Linked DNA regions of Mus musculus: region 1 is linked to region 2. The links are chromatin contacts, called in public promoter capture Hi-C maps. All regions are on one chromosome and are shown on one strand. Each heading gives the region's core, a stretch centred on a gene start, on an enhancer-like site or on the middle of the called end of the contact. The rest is flanking DNA. Distances are from core to core; before and after follow the strand shown. Region 1 holds the start of C2 (complement component 2 (within H-2S)). Region 2 holds the start of Tnf (tumor necrosis factor).

Region 1 (5,613 bases), core at 1,696-4,195, 320 kb after region 2:
TGTAACGCTCTGTCTTGGGCCCATCTTTCGGCCCCAGCTCTCCCCAAGGTGACTCTCCTGGTCAGTTTTCTGAAAAATTCTGTATGTATGCAGAGTTGTGGGGCTGGGGGTAGAGATAAGGCCTTGCCTAGCACACACAGAAGAAACCACAACAAACCAAAGGGGTGGGAGAAGGGGAGAGCAGGTACAGTTATATCTCCCATGCCAGTTTTGTTTTCATTTTTGTTTGCTTTTTTTTTTCTCCACAGAAGACGGCGTCCCATACATACTGTGTATGTCGTCAATAGCCTGTATTTTCCAGTCTCGAGGTGTCCTACTCTATATAGATGAACCTTAGGATTGAGAAGCCGCGTGGTAGTCCACTGTCTGAGTGTACCGTGCTCATATGCTGGTCCTCCGTGAGTGGCTCTTCTCAAACTCCGCGCATTGCCCTTTCGTATCCATAGGATGATACGTAGGTCTTCTCCCTTTCTGCGCTGGAGGGTTACGTAGCTCAAGCTGACCTCAAACTTGCAATTCTTTTGCTTCGGTTTCCTGAGTGCTGGGATTATAGGTGTGTACCCCCATAGCAGGCTGATCCTCCCACTTTGGGTGATATTTTAGCCTTGGGTTTTTTTCTCACTGGCCCATGTGTGACAGTGACGAACTAGCTAACTAAAGTGCAGAGCTGAGCCTGAACGTGTCTGAGCCACACCTGGCCATTGTAAGCCAAAAACTGAATTCCTTCCACCACACTGGATCTGGGGCTAGGGGTGGGGCAAGATCTGCTGGGGTATAATCTCTCATTTCTGTCCCAAAAGAAAGCAAGCATGAATGTCTGTCCCCCATCTGGAAACTCCAGTTTACCGTAGGGGTGGAGTTGACAGGGTAGGGAGCTCCAGAGCAGTTTCTGGGAACAGGGGAGAAGACGAAACATCTGTGTGCCACACTTAGGAAGGTATGTCACTGAAAGGGAAGAGGGGGCTGTTGGGTAAATCCAGAACAGAGCAGGTGTGGGCAGTTGTAACACGTATCCTTTCTCTGCTTGCCCGTGGTCACCACCCTCTCACCCATGTCATACCGGCAGCCTTCCCCCTATGTGTCAAGAGAGCCCCAATGGCCCTCGGGAATGTGGAGATCCTGGGGGGGAGGGGGTTAGAGTTGCTGCAGTGAGGGAGAGCTGTGCATGTGCAGACATACGCCCACATATGGTTATGTGCACACATAGTGTTAGGGGTCTCTAGAGGTTTAGGCGTTGCCTGAGAGGGAGAGGGATGTGTCTCCTCACAGCAGGACAAGGACAGACCTTCTAGTTCTAGGGAGGCCCAAGAACCAAACTCTCAGCTTTTTGTTTATGTCTTGGGAAGCTGGTCCAATGTCAGGAGGGTCTGTGAGGACCCTAGTGTCTGGGCTTACAGGGAAGCCTCTGGGGAAGGTGGCCTGGAGGAACCAGAAGCCTGACATTGTCCTTTCCAAGGCTCCAAGAGCTGTGTGTGTGAAAAGTGCTTCCTCAGGGTGGCAGTAAAGCAGAAGTTGGAAGGTGGAGGCAGGAGGATCAGGAAGTCAAGCCCTGCCTCCGCTCCACAGCAAGTTTGAGGCTAGCACTGGTTTCAAACTCAGTCTCAAGGAGATGGGGACTGGGTAGATGACTGGGTTCACAAAATGCTTGTTGTGCAAGTGAGATTCCTGTGTGAATACCCTAGAACCCACGTTAAAAAGGCCGGGTGCAGTATTGTAATCGCAGTGATTGCTGGGGAGCAGAGACAGGCAGGTCCCTGAAGCTCGCTGGTCAGTTAGACTGTTCACTTGGCAAAATTCTGAATCAGTGAGAGACCCCCATCTCACACAAAAGATGGAAGGGGTCTGAGAAATTACACCCATGATTAGTGAGGCACACACACACACACACACACACACACACACACACACACACACAGAGCCCAGAAATAGAAACCCATGGTATTTTTGTTGCTGATCTGACAGGTTTTCTTGGGGTGGCAGTGAGCCTAGGAGGGTGCTCCCCCTGATCTTGTTATAGTAACAAGGAAAGTAACTGCGTCCAGAGGCTTGGGAGGCACAAAGAGGCTGATATATCAGGTTAAATTCTTCATGGCTGGGCCAGGCCTGTGCATGTGGGAGGCAGAGGCTAGCCTGGGCTACAGAGAAATTCCAGGACAGCCAGAGCTACATAGTAAGACCTTGTCTTTAAAGCAACAAACAAACAAACAAACAAACAAACAAAATCCCCATAGCTGGGAGGCCAGTGTGATAAACAGTGTTTAGAATCTTCAAACTTGGGGGACAGAAGCAGGAGGATAAGGACTCAAGGCCAGTTTCAGCTACTTAGAAATTCTAAGTCCATCTAGGTTATGTGAGATCCTGTCTCAGAGGGAAAAAACATGATCAAAATATATTGTATGAAAAGAGTTCTTTTTTTTTTCAATAAATAAAAGTGTATCTCAAACTTCAAAATGCTGTTTATTCTTCTGAATACCAACCCCCAATTTTTTTACTCTTATCTTTTGCAGCTTGGACATTTAATCTGCTGGTTGTTCCAATAATTTTTTTTTTTCCTCTAAGAATTCTTTCCAACTTTCCAAATAACTGTTGGCTTTCTTTTTATCTTATTTTCAGGGAAGGACCCAGGAAAGAATGTGAATCTTCCTATACGCCAAGAAGTTCTAGGAACATCAGTTTCAAGTCCTCAGAAGCTATTCTGGGGAAGACCCAGTGGACCCCAATGCATGTGGCAAACTCCAAAAAAAGACGTGAAACAAAATAAATAAAACGTTTTGCAGGGCTTGTGTGCTTAATGCAAGCCACACAAGGCCAAATATGCTTGCTTCAGTGTGTGTGTGTGTGTGTGTGTGTTGGGGCAAAGGTCCTGCCCCAAAGCTGAGTTCAGAATCCCTGGCGGGTTTCTCTCTCTTTTTCCCCTGGTACCATCCCCTTGCCACTCCCCGCCACTCCCCTCTAGCGAGCGAGCGAGCGAGCGCTGTCTTTTCCGATCTCGGGGAAGTCAGATGACTTTTCCTCTCCCCTAGCTCTCCGTTCTACTGTCCTGGAGACCATGGCCCCTCTGCTGGCTCTCTTCTACCTGCTGCAGCTGGGCCCAGGTAGGAGGCTGGGAAAGGGGTTATTGGGGCCCTGTAGGTGTAGCAGGTGCTGCCAGGTCCAGTTCACAAGTCAAAGGGACAGATAGCCTCTTCTTGCCTCTCTCTCATCTGGCCTGGTTTTTCCTTTCTCCCGGTTCTTTCCCACACCCGCAGGCCTGGCTGCTCTCTTCTGCAACCAGAATGTCAATATCACCGGTGGTAATTTCACCCTCAGCCATGGCTGGGCCCCTGGGAGCCTCCTCATCTACTCCTGCCCCCTGGGCAGGTACCCGTCCCCAGCCTGGAGGAAATGTCAGAGCAACGGACAGTGGCTGACACCAAGGTCTAGCTCACATCACACCCTGCGATCCTCTCGGATGGTTAAAGCAGTCTGCAAACGTGAGTCCCTTTGGACTTTGGGCTTTGGAGAGTGCCCACCAGTGTCAGCCAGAGCTTATTAGCAGTGGGTTCTCCAGGAAGAGAGAGAGAGAGAGAGAGAGAGAGAGAGAGAGAGAGAGAGAGAAAGAGAGAGACAGACAGACACACACACACACACACACACACACACACACACAGAGTCAAAATACTGCAGAAAGCCTGGTGTGGTGGTGACTCACCTTAAATTCCAGCACTTGGGAGGCAAAGGGAGGGAGGAGAGGGAGGGAGGCAACCTGGTCTACATAGTGAGTTCTAGACCACCCAGGGCCAGAGACCTATCTCCAAAAACACACAACCCACACCAACAAAGGCCCTCAGAAAACCACAAACCCAGACCAACCATCAAACAAACAAACAAACCAGGAAAGTCCGCTCTCAACTTAAGAAGACATTGTTTTTTTTTTTTTTTTTTGTTTGTTTTTTGTTGTTGTTTTTTTTTAGCTAAAATTAACTGTAGGATTATTTGACCATTCTAAATGGATGCTAAGTGCCTCAGAGCACCCTAAAACCACAAATGTTGTTGGTGAGATACTGGGGTGACCAGAGCCCTTAACAGCTATTTATTAATCAAGGAAGTTGAACTGTTTTAAGTTGACAGTATTCGACCAACTGCTTAAAACTGTAATCTTTTTAAAAAAAGATTTATTTGTTTGTTTGTTTGTTTATTTATTTATGTATTTATGTATTTATTTATTTATTTATTTATATGAGTAGACATTGTAGCTGTCCTCAGACATACCAGAAGAGTGCATTGGATCCCCATTACAGGTGGTTGTGAGCCACCACGTGGTTGCTGGGATTTGAACTCAGGACCTCTGGAAGAGCAGTCAGGGCTCTTACCCGCTGAGACACCTCTAAAACCATAATCTTAGGTTTCAGTCTACTTTGGGGATTTCTTTGGGGCTGGGAGCAGAAATTAGGGTCTTAGTCTTGCTTGCCCTGCTCTCTGCTTTTGAGTCCCTTTTCCTAGTCCTTCTGGATTCATTTTGTTTTGCATCTGCTAACTTAGAGCGCTGCTTTCAAAGGTGAGCTTGGAACTTACCGTGCAGCTGAGAATGAGCTTATGTTGCCTAGGTCCCGCCCACCCCTGGAGTGCCAGCTAGACAGGCACGAGCCACCAGGTTTGGCTTTCTGGGTTCTTTGAGACAGGTTCATGCTATATAGCCCAGGCTGGCCCACACTTGCTGCAATTGATCCACCAACCTCTGCCTCTTGAGCACCTCTTGTGTTTTTTGGGGCTAGCTATACAGTCTAAGTTGGCCTCAAATTCACTATATAGTCTAGAGGGCTTCTATGACAGCTGCCTAAGTACTGGTATTATGGGCTGTCACCACATCAGTCTCTTTTCATGTTTTCGCACCTGGCTGACCTAATCGGTTTGGGTCCTAACAGAAGACCCCTCCCCAACTGTAGCTGTGGTGTCAACCACCCTCCGCTCTTGCCCAGATCCTCTTTCTCCCTCCAGCGGTTCGATGCCTAGCTCCTTCATCCTTTGAAAATGGCATCTATTTCCCTCGGCTGGTGTCCTACCCTGTGGGTAGCAACGTGAGCTTTGAGTGTGAGCAAGACTTCACCTTGCGGGGCTCACCTGTGCGGTACTGTCGCCCCAACGGCCTGTGGGATGGAGAGACGGCTGTGTGTGACAATGGGGGTAAGCATTCTGACTGTTGGGGGCGGGGGAGGGGGGGCGTGGGCTTGCAGCCCCGGAAAGCTTTTGTGGGGACAGAGCCTAGTGTTCTTGGTGGTTCAGTAATGTTCCTAGATCGGGGTGGGATGAGGTCTGTGGGCCGCACATCACTGACCGGCTAGGAGCATGTCTAGGTTTCATATCTGACTCACCAGCTCTACAAAACTTTCAGTTTTGTTTTCTCCTTTCCTCCCCCCTCCCTCTCTTTCTTCCCTTTCTTTGAAGCTGAACTGGGCTACTCAGACCCCATGTTTATAAAAGAGAGTGGCTCCAGGGGACCCTGGGAGGCCCACTTCTCAGCTGGGATGACCTTGAACTCACCTCCTTCTCAGTCTCTGGAGTGCTCAGATTATCAGGCAGGAACTACGGAAACCGGGAAACCTGAGCAGTCGGCTTTTCTAAATGCTTCACAAC
Region 2 (5,495 bases), core at 2,762-5,261:
TGCCCCAGATTTGGGGAGAGGGCACTGTAATGGAACTTCTTGACATGAAACTGGCAGATGAAACTGGCAGAAAAAAAAAAAAAAGCTGGGCAGTGGTGGCACACACCTTTAATCCCAGCACTTGGGAGGCAGAGGCAGGCGGATTTCTGAGTTCTAGGCCAGCCTGGTCTACAGAGTGAGTTTCAGGACAGCCAGGGCTACACAGAGAAACCCTGTCTCGAAAAAAGCAAAAAAAAAAAAAAAAAAAAAAAAAAACTGGCAGATGACCAGAAAATACAGATATATTGGAATAACTGTGACTTGAACCCCCAAAGACAAGAGAGGAAATAGGCCTGAAGGGGCGGCAGGCATGTCAAGCATCCAGAGCCCTGGGTTCGAACCTGAAAAAACAAAGGTGCCGCTAACCACATGTGGCTTCGGAGCCCTCCAGACATGACCATGATCGACAGAGAGGGAAATGTGCAGAGAAGCCTGTGAGCAGTCAAGGGTGCAGAAGTGATATAAACCATCACTCTTCAGGGAACCAGGCTTCCAGTCACAGCCCAGCTGCACCCTCTCCACGAATTGCTCGGCCGTTCACTGGAACTCCTGGGCCTGACCCAGCTCCCTGCTAGTCCCTGCGGCCCACAGTTCCCCGGACCCGACTCCCTTTCCCAGAACGCAGTAGTCTAAGCCCTTAGCCTGCGGTTCTCTCCTAGGCCCCAGCCTTTCCTGCCTTCGACTGAAACAGCAGCATCTTCTAAGCCCTGGGGGCTTCCCCAAGCCCCAGCCCCGACCTAGAACCCGCCCGCTGCCTGCCACACTGCCGCTTCCTCTATAAAGGGACCCGAGCGCCAGCGCCCAGGACCCCGCACAGCAGGTGAGCCTCTCCTACCCTGTCTCCTTGGGCTTACCCTGGTATCAGGCATCCCTCAGGATCCTACCTCCTTTCTTGAGCCACAGCCTTTTCTATACAACCTGCCTGGATCCCCAGCCTTAATGGGTCTGGTCCTCCTGTCGTGGCTTTGATTTTTGGTCTGTTCCTGTGGCGGCCTTATCAGTCTCTCTCTCTCTCTCTCTCTCTCTCTCTCTCTCTCTCTCTCTCTCTCTCTCTCTCTCTCCCTCTCTCTCTCTCTCTCTCTCTCTCTTTCTCTCTCTCTGCCTCTGTTAGCCATTGTCTGATTCTATGGTGGAGCTTTCCTCTTCCCCTCTGTCTCTCCTTATCCCTGCTCACTTCAGGGTTCCCCTGCCTGTCCCCTTTTCTGTCTGTCGCCCTGTCTCTCAGGGTGGCTGTCTCAGCTGGGAGGTAAGGTCTGTCTTCCGCTGTGTGCCCCGCCTCCGCTACACACACACACTCTCTCTCTCTCTCTCAGCAGGTTCTCCACATGACACTGCTCGGCCGTCTCCACCTCTTGAGGGTGCTTGGCACCCCTCCTGTCTTCCTCCTGGGGCTGCTGCTGGCCCTGCCTCTAGGGGCCCAGGTGAGGCAGCAAGAGATTGGGGGTGCTGGGGTGGCCTAGCTAACTCAGAGTCCTAGAGTCCTCTCCACTCTCTTCTGTCCCAGGGACTCTCTGGTGTCCGCTTCTCCGCTGCCAGGACAGCCCATCCACTCCCTCAGAAGCACTTGACCCATGGCATCCTGAAACCTGCTGCTCACCTTGTTGGTAAACTTCTGCCTCCAGAGGAGAGGTCCAGTCCCTGCCTTTTGTCCTACTTGCCCAGGGGCTCAGGCGATCTTCCCATCTCCCCACACCAACTTTTCTTACCCCTAAGGGCAGGCACCCCACTCCCATCTCCCTACCAACCATCCCACTTGTCCAGTGCCTGCTCCCTCAGGGATGGGGACCTCTGATCTTGATAGCCCCCCAATGTCTTGTGCCTCTTCCCAGGGTACCCCAGCAAGCAGAACTCACTGCTCTGGAGAGCAAGCACGGATCGTGCCTTTCTCCGACATGGCTTCTCTTTGAGCAACAACTCCCTCCTGATCCCCACCAGTGGCCTCTACTTTGTCTACTCCCAGGTGGTTTTCTCTGGAGAAAGCTGCTCCCCCAGGGCCATTCCCACTCCCATCTACCTGGCACACGAGGTCCAGCTCTTTTCCTCCCAATACCCCTTCCATGTGCCTCTCCTCAGTGCGCAGAAGTCTGTGTATCCGGGACTTCAAGGACCGTGGGTGCGCTCAATGTACCAGGGGGCTGTGTTCCTGCTCAGTAAGGGAGACCAGCTGTCCACCCACACCGACGGCATCTCCCATCTACACTTCAGCCCCAGCAGTGTATTCTTTGGAGCCTTTGCACTGTAGATTCTAAAGAAACCCAAGAATTGGATTCCAGGCCTCCATCCTGACCGTTGTTTCAAGGGTCACATCCCCACAGTCTCCAGCCTTCCCCACTAAAATAACCTGGAGCTCTCACGGGAGTCTGAGACACTTCAGGGGACTACATCTTCCCCAGGGCCACTCCAGATGCTCAGGGGACGACTCAAGCCTACCTAGAAGTTCCTGCACAGAGCAGGGTTTTTGTGGGTCTAGGTCGGACAGAGACCTGGACATGAAGGAGGGACAGACATGGGAGAGGTGGCTGGGAACAGGGGAAGGTTGACTATTTATGGAGAGAAAAGTTAAGTTATTTATTTATAGAGAATAGAAAGAGGGGAAAAATAGAAAGCCGTCAGATGACAACTAGGTCCCAGACACAAAGGTGTCTCACCTCAGACAGGACCCATCTAAGAGAGAGATGGCGAGAGAATTAGATGTGGGTGACCAAGGGGTTCTAGAAGAAAGCACGAAGCTCTAAAAGCCAGCCACTGCTTGGCTAGACATCCACAGGGACCCCCTGCACCATCTGTGAAACCCAATAAACCTCTTTTCTCTGAGATTCTGTCTGCTTGTGTCTGTCTTGCGTTGGGGGAGAAACTTCCTGGTCTCTTTAAGGAGTGGAGCAGGGGACAGAGGCCTCAGTTGGTCCATGGGATCCGGGCAGAGCAAAGAGACATGAGGAGCAGGCAGCTCCCAGAGACATGGTGGATTCACGGGAGTGAGGCAGCTTAACTGCCGGAGGAGACCCAAAGGATGAGCTAGGGAGATCCATCCAAGGGTGGAGAGAGATGAGGGTTCTGGGGAGAAGTGACTCCACTGGAGGGTGGGAGAGTGTTTAGGAGTGGGAGGGTGGGGGAGGGGAATCCTTGGAAGACCGGGGAGTCATACGGATTGGGAGAAATCCTGGAAGCAGGGCTGTGGGACCTAAATGTCTGAGTTGATGTACCGCAGTCAAGATATGGCAGAGGCTCCGTGGAAAACTCACTTGGGAGCAGGGACCCAAAGCAGCAGCCTGAGCTCATGATCAGAGTGAAAGGAGAAGGCTTGTGAGGTCCGTGAATTCCCAGGGCTGAGTTCATTCCCTCTGGGGCTGCCCCATACTCATCCCATTACCCCCCCCACCAGCCCTCCCAAAGCCCATGCACACTTCCCAACTCTCAAGCTGCTCTGCCTTCAGCCACTTCCTCCAAGAACTCAAACAGGGGGCTTTCCCTCCTCAATATCATGTCTCCCCCCTTATGCACCCAGCTTTCAGAAGCACCCCCCCATGCTAAGTTCTCCCCCATGGATGTCCCATTTAGAAATCAAAAGGAAATAGACACAGGCATGGTCTTTCTACAAAGAAACAGACAATGATTAGCTCTGGAGGACAGAGAAGAAATGGGTTTCAGTTCTCAGGGTCCTATACAACACACACACACACACACACACACACACACACACACACACACCCTCCTGATTGGCCCCAGATTGCCACAGAATCCTGGTGGGGACGACGGGGAGGAGATTCCTTGATGCCTGGGTGTCCCCAACTTTCCAAACCCTCTGCCCCCGCGATGGAGAAGAAACCGAGACAGAGGTGTAGGGCCACTACCGCTTCCTCCACATGAGATCATGGTTTTCTCCACCAAGGAAGTTTTCCGAGGGTTGAATGAGAGCTTTTCCCCGCCCTCTTCCCCAAGGGCTATAAAGGCGGCCGTCTGCACAGCCAGCCAGCAGAAGCTCCCTCAGCGAGGACAGCAAGGGACTAGCCAGGAGGGAGAACAGAAACTCCAGAACATCTTGGAAATAGCTCCCAGAAAAGCAAGCAGCCAACCAGGCAGGTTCTGTCCCTTTCACTCACTGGCCCAAGGCGCCACATCTCCCTCCAGAAAAGACACCATGAGCACAGAAAGCATGATCCGCGACGTGGAACTGGCAGAAGAGGCACTCCCCCAAAAGATGGGGGGCTTCCAGAACTCCAGGCGGTGCCTATGTCTCAGCCTCTTCTCATTCCTGCTTGTGGCAGGGGCCACCACGCTCTTCTGTCTACTGAACTTCGGGGTGATCGGTCCCCAAAGGGATGAGGTGAGTGTCTGGGCAACCCTTATTCTCGCTCACAAGCAAAACGGGTTAGGAGGGCAAGAAGGACAGTGTGAGGGAAAGAAGTGGGCTAATGGGCAGGGCAAGGTGGAGGAGAGTGTGGAGGGGACAGAGTCAGGACCTCGGACCCATGCGTCCAGCTGACTAAACATCCTTCGTCGGATGCACAGAGAGATGAATGAACGAACAAGTGTGTTCACACGTGGAGAGATCTGGAAAGATGTGGCCAGGGGAAGAGGGGATAAGCAAGAGATAAAACTCAGAGACAGAAATGAGAGAGGCATGAGAGATAAGGAGGAAGATGAAGGGGAGATAACGGGAGATCAAGCACAGAGGGCACCGCAGAAAGAAGCCGTGGGTTGGACAGATGAATGAATGAAGAAGAAAAACACAAAGCTGGGGGGTGGGGTGGGGCAAAGAGGAACTGTAAGCGGGGCAATCAGCCGGGAGGCTTCTCCTTTGGGGTGAGTCTGTCTTAACTAACCTCCTTTTCCTACACAGAAGTTCCCAAATGGCCTCCCTCTCATCAGTTCTATGGCCCAGACCCTCACACTCAGTAAGTGTTCCCACACCTCTCTCTTAATTTAAGATGGAGGAAGGGCAGTTAGGCATGGGATGAGATGGGGTGGGGGGAGAACTTAAAGCTTTGGTTTGGGAGGAAAGGGGTCTAAGTGCATAGATGCTTGCTGGGAAGCCTAAAAGGCTCATCCTTGCCTTTGTCTCTTCCCCTCCAGGATCATCTTCTCAAAATTCGAGTGACAAGCCTGTAGCCCACGTCGTAGGTAAGATTTCTTTACATGTGCCTTGAGAATGAAGGGGCATGATTTTGGGGGGCGGGTTGAGGGGTGTCGAGCCAGGCTGAGAAAAGACAGAGCTCTTAGAGACAGCACGTGAGAGTCAGAGCAGTGACTCAAAAGCAAGGCATCAGGGGGCCACCCGGGACCTCATAGCCAATGGGATGTGGAAAGACAGAGGGTGCAGGAACCGGAAGTGAAGTGTGGGTAGCTGCTGAGGCTCAGGATGTGGAGTGTGAACTAAGAGGGTGACACTGACTCAATCCTCCCCCCCCCCCTCAGCAAACCACCAAGTGGAGGAGCAGCTGGAGTGGCTGAGCCAG

Evidence for each region. Capture Hi-C pulls out chosen DNA fragments and counts their contacts.
Region 1: a contact with region 2 is called in a promoter capture Hi-C map of adipose tissue. The contact joins the promoter of C2 here to the promoter of Tnf in region 2. A contact is called at or near these places in 4 of 39 promoter capture datasets (the C10 cell line, cranial neural crest, frontonasal cranial neural crest and 1 more) and 2 of 9 other capture datasets (adipose tissue and liver).

What each region holds. Positions count from the first base shown.
Region 1 is chr17:34,879,432-34,885,044 of GRCm38.p6, reverse strand. It overlaps C2 (complement component 2 (within H-2S)), which reads left to right and starts at 2,945. Exons shown (of 18, transcript NM_013484.2): 1 at 2,945-3,095; 2 at 3,249-3,473; 3 at 4,978-5,163. The coding sequence starts at 3,050.
Region 2 is chr17:35,200,523-35,206,017 of GRCm38.p6, reverse strand. Tnf (tumor necrosis factor) reads left to right here and starts at 4,011. Exons shown (of 4, transcript NM_013693.3): 1 at 4,011-4,363; 2 at 4,880-4,934; 3 at 5,113-5,160; 4 at 5,455-5,495. The coding sequence starts at 4,178. Lta (lymphotoxin A) reads left to right here and starts at 667. Exons shown (of 4, transcript NM_010735.2): 1 at 667-859; 2 at 1,356-1,460; 3 at 1,544-1,643; 4 at 1,869-2,853. The coding sequence starts at 1,365. The coding sequence ends at 2,281. Mir6974 (microRNA 6974) reads left to right here and starts at 1,461; the gene lies at 1,461-1,543.